Regions from separate parts of the Sus scrofa genome. Here region 2 is linked to region 1. A link is a contact called in public HiChIP or PLAC-seq data. All regions are on one chromosome and are shown on one strand. Each heading gives the region's core, a stretch centred on a gene start, on an enhancer-like site or on the middle of the called end of the contact. The rest is flanking DNA. Distances are from core to core; before and after follow the strand shown.

Evidence for each region. HiChIP or PLAC-seq counts read pairs in DNA pulled down with a chosen protein or histone mark.
Region 2: a contact with region 1 is called in an H3K27ac HiChIP or PLAC-seq map of skeletal muscle. The contact joins two enhancer-like sites. A contact is called at or near these places in 5 of 47 Hi-C or Micro-C datasets (heart right ventricle, liver and skeletal muscle) and 2 of 2 datasets of contacts at active chromatin or transcription factors (alveolar macrophages and skeletal muscle).

The regions. Positions count from the first base shown.
Region 1 is chr13:180,978,284-180,984,425 of Sscrofa11.1, reverse strand. All of the region lies in intron 2 of LOC106508546, which reads right to left. Among named protein-coding and RNA genes, the nearest start is that of MIR99A, 320 kb to the left of the region's middle. Within about 2 kb of position 3,280, at least 37 of the 83 cell types and tissues checked have an H3K27ac peak or open chromatin away from gene starts, as enhancers often do. A contact at or near this core is called in liver and skeletal muscle, where this site is marked.
Region 2 is chr13:181,053,317-181,059,341 of Sscrofa11.1, reverse strand. The region is part of intron 3 of LOC106508546; the gene reads right to left. Among named protein-coding and RNA genes, the nearest start is that of MIR99A, 250 kb to the left of the region's middle. Within about 2 kb of position 2,566, at least 35 of the 83 cell types and tissues checked have an H3K27ac peak or open chromatin away from gene starts, as enhancers often do. A contact at or near this core is called in liver and skeletal muscle, where this site is marked.

The DNA.
Region 1 (6,142 bases), core at 2,031-4,530:
AAATAATCAATTAGATTCCCAGGGAAAAATATAATGGAAAAAAATTCCAGAGTGGATATAGTCAAAACAAGAATTAGTAAACTGGAAGATATTTCTTGAGTAAATCACAAAAAAAATGCAGCACAGAAAGATTACATAACATACTATGAAAGAATTCAAGAAATATGTATGATATACTGTGAAGATTCAACATACATATATTAGGATGTTCCAGAAAAAGAGATTAGAGCTAAAGGGAAAAGGAACCATGTTTGAGAAGAAAATTCTGTAGAGTCCTAAGATCAAAGTGGCTAGAAAAAATGGACAACCACTATGCAGAATAATAAAGGAGAATAATAAAAACCACACGGCTACTCTCTAGGAAAGCCTTTGAGGATTCATAATTTGTCAGAGATGATAGAATCTAATTCTCCAGATTCTTTCCTATATTTTGATAGAATAAATCATCTCTTAAAACAAATTGATGAGTGTAATTGAAAAGAGGATACAGGCAATATGATATTTATACTCAGTAGAGAAGGCATAAATTCACTGCAACAGATGTCTAGTGCTACCAGCACACAGGAAAAAAACCCCAGAAATTTAGTGACCATGAGATTTAAAGAAGTAAGTCAAAGAGTGTCATAACCTTAGCATATGTCCAGACCACTCTGTCACTCTTGCCTGTGAGATTATAATTGCAAACACACACACACACACACACACATTCCAGTCTGATGTGATATTGTAACAGAGGAAAAGGACAATGAATCACTTAATATGTTTAAGTAGATATAAGAGAGATGACTATATTAATCTGTAAATATAGTTCCATTGTTTCCTATTAATCTAGTACAGAATTTAAACATCCATGCAAAATTAGTCTTACATAAGTATGTTTATATATATTCATATTCTTTTTAAAAGCATGGTTTTAAAGTAATGCTATGATTGATTATGGTTTTTAAAAGATGACTTCACCTCAGTAACCAATCAATAAGTAAATAAAAATGCAAAAGACTGAAGATAACAGTTTAAGATAAATGTTAGTAAAATTTAGCAGTAGCTCTTTTTTCTTTTATGACAATGTATGAACTTAGAACAAACCCCATTCCTTTGCAGCCCCTCCCCATAGCAGGGTAACTTCCTGAGTTGTTGTTAGTACACAACTGAGGAGAATAATGAAGTTCTCTTTAATTTTTGGTCTCTGGATCGGTTTGGAGGGAATAGGTATGCAGTAAACATTTTTTTAAAAATAATCTTTGTAGCAAAGGGAAAAATTTTCAAAAGGCTCATTTTTTTGTCAAAGCTGTTCATAAATCCTCAGTCACACCTTAACTGCACTTACTGAGACACATTAGAAGAAAAACCCAAACAATTTACATCTCCGGTTTTGACCATTCATATCAAGATCACAACAAAAGACCTTATTAAAAACACTTTGGGTAATGTTGACAAGAACATCATTTGAAAAGCCCCAAAATGTTCATGCAAATAAAAACTTCAACATTTTCTCTTAAAAAAAAAAGGAAAGGTTTTCACTTTCCTATGGCACTAGTAAACAGCTAGGAACTGTGTATGTGGGCAAAGAAAGAATGAATGTAACAGGTGATGAGCATAATGAACTTGTTCTCTTAGAAAGGAATTTGCCAGCCACATTTTGCAATTGTTGAAAGAAGCTTATATCAAATCACAAGCAGAGCTCAAAAATAAGTATCCTTCTTTTAGATAGTTTTGTGTTAAAGTCAAGATTATTACTTAGTTCTACAACAGCTAAGTTCTCCATAAATATTTAGCAAAGAAGAGAGCTAAGTAATATTTCAAAACTGCTGTATAAGCGAAAACATATTCATTCTCCCTGAAAAGCTTTCCTCCCTTTATTGTAAAGTTTTTATAACTTCACAATTACTCCAATATATTTCATCCATTTATTAATTTACTTTATGAAACAGAAACTATAAATCTTAAAATATAAGAAGCTTAGTTTAGTATATTTCATTTTTAAATGATTATTCAAAATGGGTATTACAGAGGTGCTCTTTAAAAAGTTTAAATGAATATGAAACACAATAACAATGCAGACCTCTATATTCTATCAAATCAGCAGGATGGAAGACACAGTTTTCACTTCATTCATTTGGTAACATCTAATGCAGTCACTTTGTTAATAAAAATGCTTTTTAAACAAAGTCAACAATAGCGATAATATTTGGAACTCATTAAAATTATAATACTGAATTTGCAGTTTTTGCAGAAGAATCTCTTCTGTAACATTCTAGTAATACTTCCCCTAGATTCTGATTTTTTTTTTAAAGAAACACATTTAAAATAGGACTATAAGTATGGCTAAACTAAGAATTAAGCACGATTTACTCTCAGGTATTTTTCCCCAGGAAAAGCAAGCTTACTAATTGCCAAGATATTTGCACTGAAATAAAAACCACTTGGTATTGTTTCGAGATAATTATTATTTTAAAAAAAATGTGCAAAATTTCTGCAGTGAAATGTGATCAAACAAGACAGAAAGAAACAAAAGAAGTTTGCATGCTGCTTCTCGAAAGAAGCTTAAATAATCCTTTGCCAGGAATAACAACCATAAACTATAAGAAGGCAACTATTGGAATCAAAACACACTTACTTTTTAATATGTAAAGATGCACTTTTTCCCTATTTTAGATTAAAAATAAGAGGACAACCCAGTGAGTCTTGCTGGCAGTCAGATAACACACAGGCCCTGACCCTTTAACTCTCTGGAATTCTCACACAAAGCTCTTTTCATACAGACTGTGCTATATATTCCTGAGATAAGGCGGCAAAATGTGAAGCCGTGGAGAAGTGACACAAAGTTGGACTAAGTGAAATGTTTACATGTATTGTCACACCGCTGTTCCTTCATTACCTATTCCACCCCTGATTTGCCTAAAACAATATTTATTCAGGTTGGAGAGACGCATGATTTAAACAAAAGGACAATTTTAAGAAAAAGGACACCAAGACAATACAAATATTGTGTTTCTCTGTTAGCATTGCCAAGTTTAATGTGAGATCAAGCAGAAACAAAACCAGATCACTTAGAACTTTTAAGAAAGGCTCCTGCTATCATTCCCTTCAAAGCACAACAGATTTCTCTACTTGTTTTACAACACAGAAAGTAGACTTTAAGTAATATCTTAAATCTGCACTCACCATGCGAAAGCAACGGTTGCGTGGCGTAAAAGTGTGCTATTTTCTGCCCCTGTTCCATTTCAGTTTTGCCTATAGTTGTCCAACACCCAATAGCCCAGAGCTGCCACCCAGAGGCCCCTTCCACGAGCTGGCTTATTTGCCTGTCAATCTGAGTCCTGGCTTCTGTATTATGCGGCTGTGCACTTTGCTGAAGTTCTAATATCATTTCCATACGCTCCCCACCGCCTGAAGTAGGTAATTGGTTCTTTCAGCTCAATAAATACTCAGGTCACTTTTCGGGTAACTCTGAGATCAGGCTTTAAGTTGTCCACCTTCAAGTGAAAGAGTTCTTGGTTGGTGGGTGGAGAGAAGTAAGCTCACTACAGGGGAACTCAAAGTGTATTCACAACGCAGAGAAACTTCCTCTCTTTTTTCCTTCCTTGCGAGGCTGAGCTGCTAGTGACTCTCACAGAACTTAGGAATGTAAAGGGAGGACGCAAAGAGGCCCCTCCAGACAAGCCTTTCTCAATCAATTAGCTTGCAGCCATTACTTGTGACCTTAGGTCACACAGCATAAGTGTGTGGGGTGTGCCTTCGGGGGTCCCAAGGCTACTTATTACCGCTAAGATAACCAAAGCCAAGCAGACACTGGAATCTAGAAGTATTTTTAATAGAAAATATGCTAAAGATATGAAATAGTCCAAAGGTGAATTTCAAGTTTCTTTTTGCAGGAGAAACTATTAATTCAAAGATTTTTTTTTTTTTTCTGTTAAGAAGTCTCCAAATAATATATATTTTTTTCCACATTGGATCAAACAGGATTTAGAACCAAGCAGCAAGGCATTTCTTTTATATTAAATTTCAAGCTGGGAATATGGAAATGACAAAATAATTAATGCATCATAGAGTCACAGATATCACTTAATCACTTGGTTCCTAGGTTTTGTTTTAGGTTTTTTTTTTTTTTTTTGGCTTCTGACTTACCACACCTAACTGCAAAGTTAACCTATTATAAACAAAGTTCTTTATGCTTAATAACATCAAAATCATATCATTTGGGGAGATAAGAATGGTTATTTTAAACTCTTTCAAGTTTTCATATTAATGTCATGCTTTCTCTTATTCTAGTAACTCATTACACCATAATTTTGTTTTGTTCTCTAGTTAAGACAAACATTCCTCTCTTTCAAATATATGTAAAAATGAGGGCTAAACATAACCAAAAAAATGAAGCACTAAAGAGAAATGCAATCTTTTAAAACTTCAGGTTTGTTTAAACTTCATATATTAAGTTTGCTTGTCCCTTGAAAACACCTTAAAAATAGCCACTATATTATCAACAAGTTAATGACAGAAATATCAGGGAATTGTATTTCAGATCAAGTTCATGCTTTGGGATAATACAATCCAATTAAAAGCACATATTTTATACTGACTATATGGACAATCACTCCCCCCCCCACTGTCCTGCAATAGCTATCATTCAAAGGTGGATTTGCCACACCCACATTTTCTCACTCTGTTTACTCTGTGATGACACAAAACATCATCTGGTGCGGCCCTGTATAGGAATGGCAGTATTGCATATGGATGCTGAACTTAGCATTTCCATCCCATTAACCTTTACTTGGTCAATGGAATTATCTTCAAATTGGATACTGTCTGAATAAAATAAAACAAACAAACCAAAAATCCAAGAAGGAATAAAACAGGTGAGACAAGTAGGATCAGATAATAGTATCTAGTCAATAGGATTCATTTTTAAAATTGTAGTGATAGAAAATATAGTAATTAAAAGTATTAAAATCTGGGAACTATATCTAGTCACTTATGATGGAGCATGATGGAGAATAATGTGAGAAAAAGAATATATAGGCATGTGTGACTAGGTCACCTTGCTGTACAGTAGAAAATTGACAGAACCCTGTAAACCAGTTATAATGGAAAAAAATTTTAAAATATCATTAAAAAAAAAGGGTGATAAAATCAATTATGGGTGGGGGTTAGGGCAGAAATGGGTTTCCATTTTCTCCAATATACAGTAGGAGTCATTGATCAGTTTGAAAAGGGAGGTTGGCACAGCCTCTAAGTTTAAAAAAATAAAATAAATACAAATATCAAATTATTATGTTGTACACCTAAAACTAGTATAATTTTATGTCAAAACTATATCTCAAAAAATCAAACCTCCCGCAAAATTCTTTTCCCATGTAGTAACAGTATTAAAATAAAATTAAATTTAAAAGTTAATAATAATAGTAATAATAACAACAACAATGAAAATGTCTTGGCACCTTTTGGTGATTTAATTATGGTGGTTTTAATATTGAAAATAAGTATTATTCCAAAGCATTTGGGGCTACTGAAGCAATAGACATGTAGAAAATCAAGAATTCTAATTACTTCTCGAGAGATACTTAGTCTTCAAAATTTCTATGATTCGGTTTCTGTAATTCTATATTCTATTTTCATTTGTTATGAAGAACAACTTTGTTTTCCTGTTTCCTTTTTCAAAACTAACAACTACCTCCTAACAGTCAATCTACAAGGTCACGAGCCTTCAATGATAGACGTCTACAGTCATCAGCTCAAGGATCTGGCCTCTTTTGCAACAGTTTCTGCATACACAAAACAAAGGACTTTCTAATAAGTGAAGAAAGGTCACTAATAACCTAAATAAAATGTAAAAGATACACCAGCTTTTCTAAGAGTTTTGGTGATTTCATAGTCTAGAACGTATTCATTTTATGGACAGTTGACTAAGACAACCATAGACATATCTGAATTATGCACAGGTTATGAAAAGAATCCCTTTTGTGAAAGTGTGGTCTTTTACATTAAAAAGAGTACAACCAAGATACTACTGAAAATAGTTTGTCAACTTGACCCCTATCTAACTTCATTTTATGGAGAAAAAAAATCTACTACTCTAAATGTGACGGTAATTTAATCAAATATCGTAGATAATGTTTGCTAAGTTCAACTAATTTGAAAAAGA
Region 2 (6,025 bases), core at 1,317-3,816, 76 kb before region 1:
GTTTATGTTGGAATTCTGCCCCCTCATGAGTATTCTTCATTTAGGAGAAGTGCATTTATTCCAACACATTACAAAAGAGCCCGAATGGGTATTCAAATAACTGCTGTAAATCAAAAGATTCTCTTTTTAAGGAAACAATCATAGATTTTTATAGTTTTTGTGCTTTGCTATGGACTTTCTAAAATGATAGAAAGATTCTCATTTGTGCCCCCCCCAACCCCACTATTGAATTGTTCTGGTTTTGTACAGTGTAGAACAATCCTGCAATAATAAAACATTTCAACTTTGTACAAAAGGTGAAGCTTTCCATTTGAAGTTGTTCTTGAACAGAAAAAGAAAAAAAAAAAAAAAAAAAAAAAACAGAAAATGGGCTGACAGCTTTAGAAAATTTAAACAATTCCCCTTGCCAAGATACGTATTTCGTGAGTTTTCTTTAATTTCAGATTTGGTGCATATGTGTCATGCTAACAATGAATGCTTTCAATTTCAGAGTTCAGTTTCTTCTCTCCCTGCTTAAACCAATCTTCACCTTTTAATAGGCAATTATTTTCCTAATCACTTCTTAAAAACTTTTTTCAGAACTGTGAGGCACTAAGCTCCAAGTTATACATTATGGTTGCTTTTAAAACAAACTGAGTTCACTGTAAACTGCAAAATGCACCGGATTGGTAAAAGTACCATAGAACAAGGAAAAGAAGCAAGGAGGCTATACCTCAAAGTATTAGAAAACTTCCATAACTTACAAATTCATACAGATCACAGGTGAATTGGATGAGAAGAATTCTTTTAAAAATGAGCAAAGTAGTATTGACTGTGATTGTTTTAATAGGATATACAGAGTTGTAATATTTTCTCCCATCGGCATTAAACCTCACTTCACAAAATAGAATATTCTCTCATTTTCTCTTTTTATAACCTGTCAACCACATGGAACACAATCTTCTAAATTTAAAAGCAAAGCATAAAACTAAGCTCTTATAATCACAACTATTCATATATATTTTCATTTGAAATATAAGTGCTTCAAAAACCATTTTCTTGTGGCAAAAAAAAAAACTAGTTAGAAAACAAACAAAAAATGCTATATTTTATGATATCTCTATCAGGCATGAAAAGAAAGACAATGGATCCAGTCCTGTGATACCTTACCAAAACACTTTAGCAGTGCTAATTTCAATGTTGCAGACACAAACAGAATAATAAAAATGCATGTGGCTCAGGAGTTGGAATTACAACTGTGATATTTTAAGGATGATTCCACTGGATTCAATTCAAATCCGAAAGATCAATTGATGTTTCATGAACCCAACAAATCTATAATAAAGCTTCCTTCTATTTCAATATTTTAAAATTAATTTACAACTAGCTGTTTAAAAGATTTAATTATTAATAGAAGCATTTTATCTAATGGATTTTTTTTAAAGTTGCACTTGATTTTATGTACCAATGATTCAATATAGAAGGTAGAATATAGAACATGGCTGAGCCAATACTGCAAAGATCCTAATTAGTATCATGCTATAGAAAAACAATGAAGTGATTCTGTCACCAATTACTGACAATTAGCCTAAGTACAACAGTTAATTTCATGGAAATAAAACCATTATAAAATGAAAGGAACAAAGCCTATCATAATTAATAGCATTTGCCTGCATTCCTCTACTGGCTATTTAATTCATGAACTATAAAAGTTTGAAACAACTTGAACAGCTAAACACATACACAAAATTCAAGAGTCTGTGTATCTGGATTTTCCAATTTTTAAGAATCTGTGGAAACGTAATTTAGCAACCGAATTATGTTTATCAAATATTTATCCCCAAACTTTAATATATCTGACACCTGGAATGTGCATTTGTTAGGTGATAAAATGTAGTATATTAAATTACAAAGAAATATCTTGTGATAGTTTGTTATGATCCTGTTTTAATGCATCTAGATAAAATAGTGAACTGCCAATAATTGCTGAAATATTACAACGTTAAAAGTCCCTGACTCCCTTGCACTTTTGTCTCACTCAAACTTTTCACTTGCTTCTTTCTTTAATGTAGCTAGGTTGTCTGTGCTCAGGAGCATGGGGGTGGCTGGCTTGCGCCCCCATGTCAATTTCATCTCACGCCTTAACTCTGCCACAAGTTTCAGAGTTGCAGTGTCATAAGGCATCATGAAGTCAAGTCAAGCTTTAAAATGTTGTTCTGGCTTCTCTTAAAGCTGAAAAGGATTCATTTTTCAAGGTACCTACCAATCAACAAAGTAAAAACAATTCAAGGCCAGTGACTTTTAAAGCCAAACTTCACAAAATGCACCCTTGCTTATGTTTTTCTAGTTTCAACAAGTTCTGAGAACAAAACTTTAAAACCTAAGAAAACAGGGCTATAGGCTACTGCCTAATAAACGGCCATGTCAATTTTAAAACTTTGGGTACACAAATGAAAACATTCTAGAGGTTTTTGGCCATGCAGAGATAAGATCCTCTCTGGGGAGACGACTAGAAACTGCTGGGTCTTTTGTGCAGACTCCTGGAATGTGCTTGCTTTTCATTTCTTTCTTTGTGTCTGGCACACTGGCCTCACAGGCAGTGTCTTAAGCCATGCAGGGTCAGGGCAAACAGAGAACAGCATTCATGGACAGATCAAGTTTATGTGAGAATCTGCTCCTCCGCTGCCCTCAATCTCCATATGAATTGTTAATAAAATCTTAGCCTGAAAGCTCATCACCCCAACAGTGGGGAAGTCATGCAGAGAATCCTCTAGTTCAGAAAAACAAGATTTCTTTATCTTTTTCATCCTTCGCCAGCATTCGTGGGAATTCTGCCATGTAACCTCTTCCTGAACCCCCTCCCCCACCCCCACCTCTCTGCACAACTCACTTGGTCGCACCTGATCATCAGGGAAGGCGGGGAGCTAAAAAGACAAAAGAAACATTCTGACACCCACAGCAAATCTACCACAACATCAACTTTGCCGCTGCAGTAATTTGCTGCTGTAAAAACCTTCAGGCAAAAGGAAATATCAATGCTTAATTTTTTCCAGTTTGTGTCAAACAGCTAGAAAGACTTTCCCATAGCTTTATGACACCGCATGAACTAGAGAGCCACAGATAGAATAAAAGGTCACATAGAAAGTGAAGAACAGTCATACCCTAATTAACTTGATCTCTCCATGCAAATACTGGACAGGAACAAGACTCGATGCAATGTTGCAGGCAATCTTGCAGTGTATCTTCTAACCTTGCTACAGGCTAGCTGGGCCTCTTGTTTCCTCTGCTTTTGCTCCCTGCAAACTGTTTTAATATCGAACGCCTTTCAGAGGGATGGGCTGATGAACGAAAACATGAATTTCCTGCTGCCCTTTAAGGTGGGTTAAAGGGGGTGCTAGCAATCAATTACAGAACAAAAGAACAACAACAACAAAAAAAATGACTTAAGAATCTAAGGAGTGAAAGTGTTACATTCTTTCCAGTTTATTTTTTTAAACTAAGTGCTTCATTTTTATTCACCCTTATCATGAATAGTAAAGAATATCTATTTCATTACAAACTGAAAGTTTACCCAGTACCACCTGAAGTCAATCTATTTTCTGCTCCAAAAGTCTTTAAATGTACTTAACTTCCATTTCACCTTGAAAATGATTTTACGGGGAATAAAAAAGTTTAAAATTTCATTGTACATTCATTTAAAATCTGTGCTTCAGATTTTCGAACTGTTGTTAACATGCAGGTGCATTTCAGAATAAAGAGTTATATTTTCTGTTCCAATTAATATCTTCACCCTAGTAAATCTTTGTTCCCTCATTTTATTTTGGTCAATAAAGCAAAATTAACTTCTAAACTCTTTGCACATAAATTGTTCCACGATATCTTTCACTAAACTTTTCTTTCCTATACTTGAATATGTCAAAAAAAGTTGAATATCATTTTAAAACAAATATTCCTAAAGTATACATAAAGAAATGTGAATTGACTAAATATAAGGCACATTTTTACCACTATATATCTTGAAATGCTATTAGGTAATACTTGAGAAGATAAAAATACATGAACACACGCAGACTCTCACACACATAGTTTCTTAAAAACAAGCAAAGTAAAAGGAACACAAGACACTTCTAAACCACTCACATAATAAAGTCATATAAATGTATTATGTAACCTATCTAAAACAAAGTCATTATTATAAATAGCACATTCATTTGCTCTCTATCCATAGGTGTCACTTTAGTATGTAAAACATGGAAATCCATAGTTCAAGGAATTCTCTTACATAAAATTTGAGCCACAGACGCTTAATAAAAATTCAATACAAAAGTAAATTTATTTCTATATTAAATGGTCCCAGTACCTTGTGAAATTCTATTTAGGTACTATGACTTTAGAAATTCATTAAAGACACAATGGAACTACAAATGCAAAATAATGTTCAATATTTTTCTTTAACATTGATGTAAGTCATTATTATAATTAATGTGAATCAAACTATTTCTAGAAACAGAAATTCCAATTGTTCTTCACAAGTTATCTAAGCAAAATTAATCTTTAAATATATAAAAGTCAGTAATTCAATGAATGTTAAAGAAATACTTGTAAAGTGATACAAATATGTGAAAAGAGTTATTTTGTAAAATGGAGAATGATCTGAAATATATATCAGTCTTGTATGAAATAATAACTCAATAAGCTAATTTTATAGCAATGAGTTTAATAATTAAATAGGGCTAAGTGAAAGTCAATAATTTTTATTCATAAGACTGTGTGTTACTGAATTAAATCACCTTAAAACTTTATTGTGTTGGTGTACACCTTTAATTGCCGAAGGAATAGCAATATTTTAGTGCAGAATGCGTATTACCAAACCTCAGTTTCTATCGTGATTGGTATTTTCTGAGAAGCAGGTATTAACGGTTTGGTCAATTGGGAGTTTGCTCTTCGAAATATGTGTTTTCAAAACATTAGTACAGTTAACTCTAGAGTAGGGCTCCTCATTAATTTCCACTGGGACCTGCACTCTGTGACAGGGTGAAGGAAGAGGCATAGTTGAACATGCTTGCAACTCTGAGTCATGGAATAGTACAATAGTTCTTTTTTTTTTTCCTCTCTTTCTGGAAACTCTGTGAGCCACAGAGAGGACCTGTTCCTGAGTAATAGTCTGGAGGTGGTAATGACATGTAGAAATTGAGAACTCTAATCGTGGATCATGGTTTAGTGGTTAACGAACTCGACTGGACTCCTTGAGGATTTGGGTTCGATCCCTGGCCTTGCTCAGTGGGTTAAGGATCTGGCGTTGCCATTGCCATGAGCTGCCATGTAGGTTGCAGACTTGGCTCAGATCCCATGTTGCTGTGGCCGGCAGCTACAGCTCTGATTGGACCCTGAACTTGGGAACCACCGTATGCCATGGGTGCACCCCTAAAAAGACAAAAAAAAATATCTCTAATCTGGACATGTGTATTTACATGTAGACTATAGGTACCAACGTGGATCCACGACACGATGTTAATAGGGCTTTTGAGACAGCCTCCTGAAAAACCCAGGACATGTCGGGGCTGTTGAGGCTTGTCTATTGTTATAGACTGAATGTTTGTGCCCTTCCAAATTCATACATTGAAGCTGTAACCTCCAGTGTGGCCTCTAATGAGGTAATTAAGGCTAAATGCAGTCACAAAGGCAGGGCCCTGATTTGTTAGGATTAGTATCCTTCAAAAAAAGATGAAGTATAGTTGATGTACAATGTTGTATTAGTTTCGGTGTGCAGCAAAGTGATATGTGCATATATATTCTTTTTCAGATTCCTTTTCATTATAGGTCACTACAACATATTGAATATAGTTCCCTGTGCTACATAGTAGATTCTTGTTGTTTATTGATTTTACATACAGCAGTGTGTATCAGTTAATCCCAAACTCCTAATTTCTCTCCCCCTTTCCCCTTTGGTAACCCTAAGACTCACAGACATAGGCTTAGTGTCATTTTTAAGAAGAGACACCAGAGAGGGTGTCTTTCTCTCTACACACACTTTCTCTACACACAC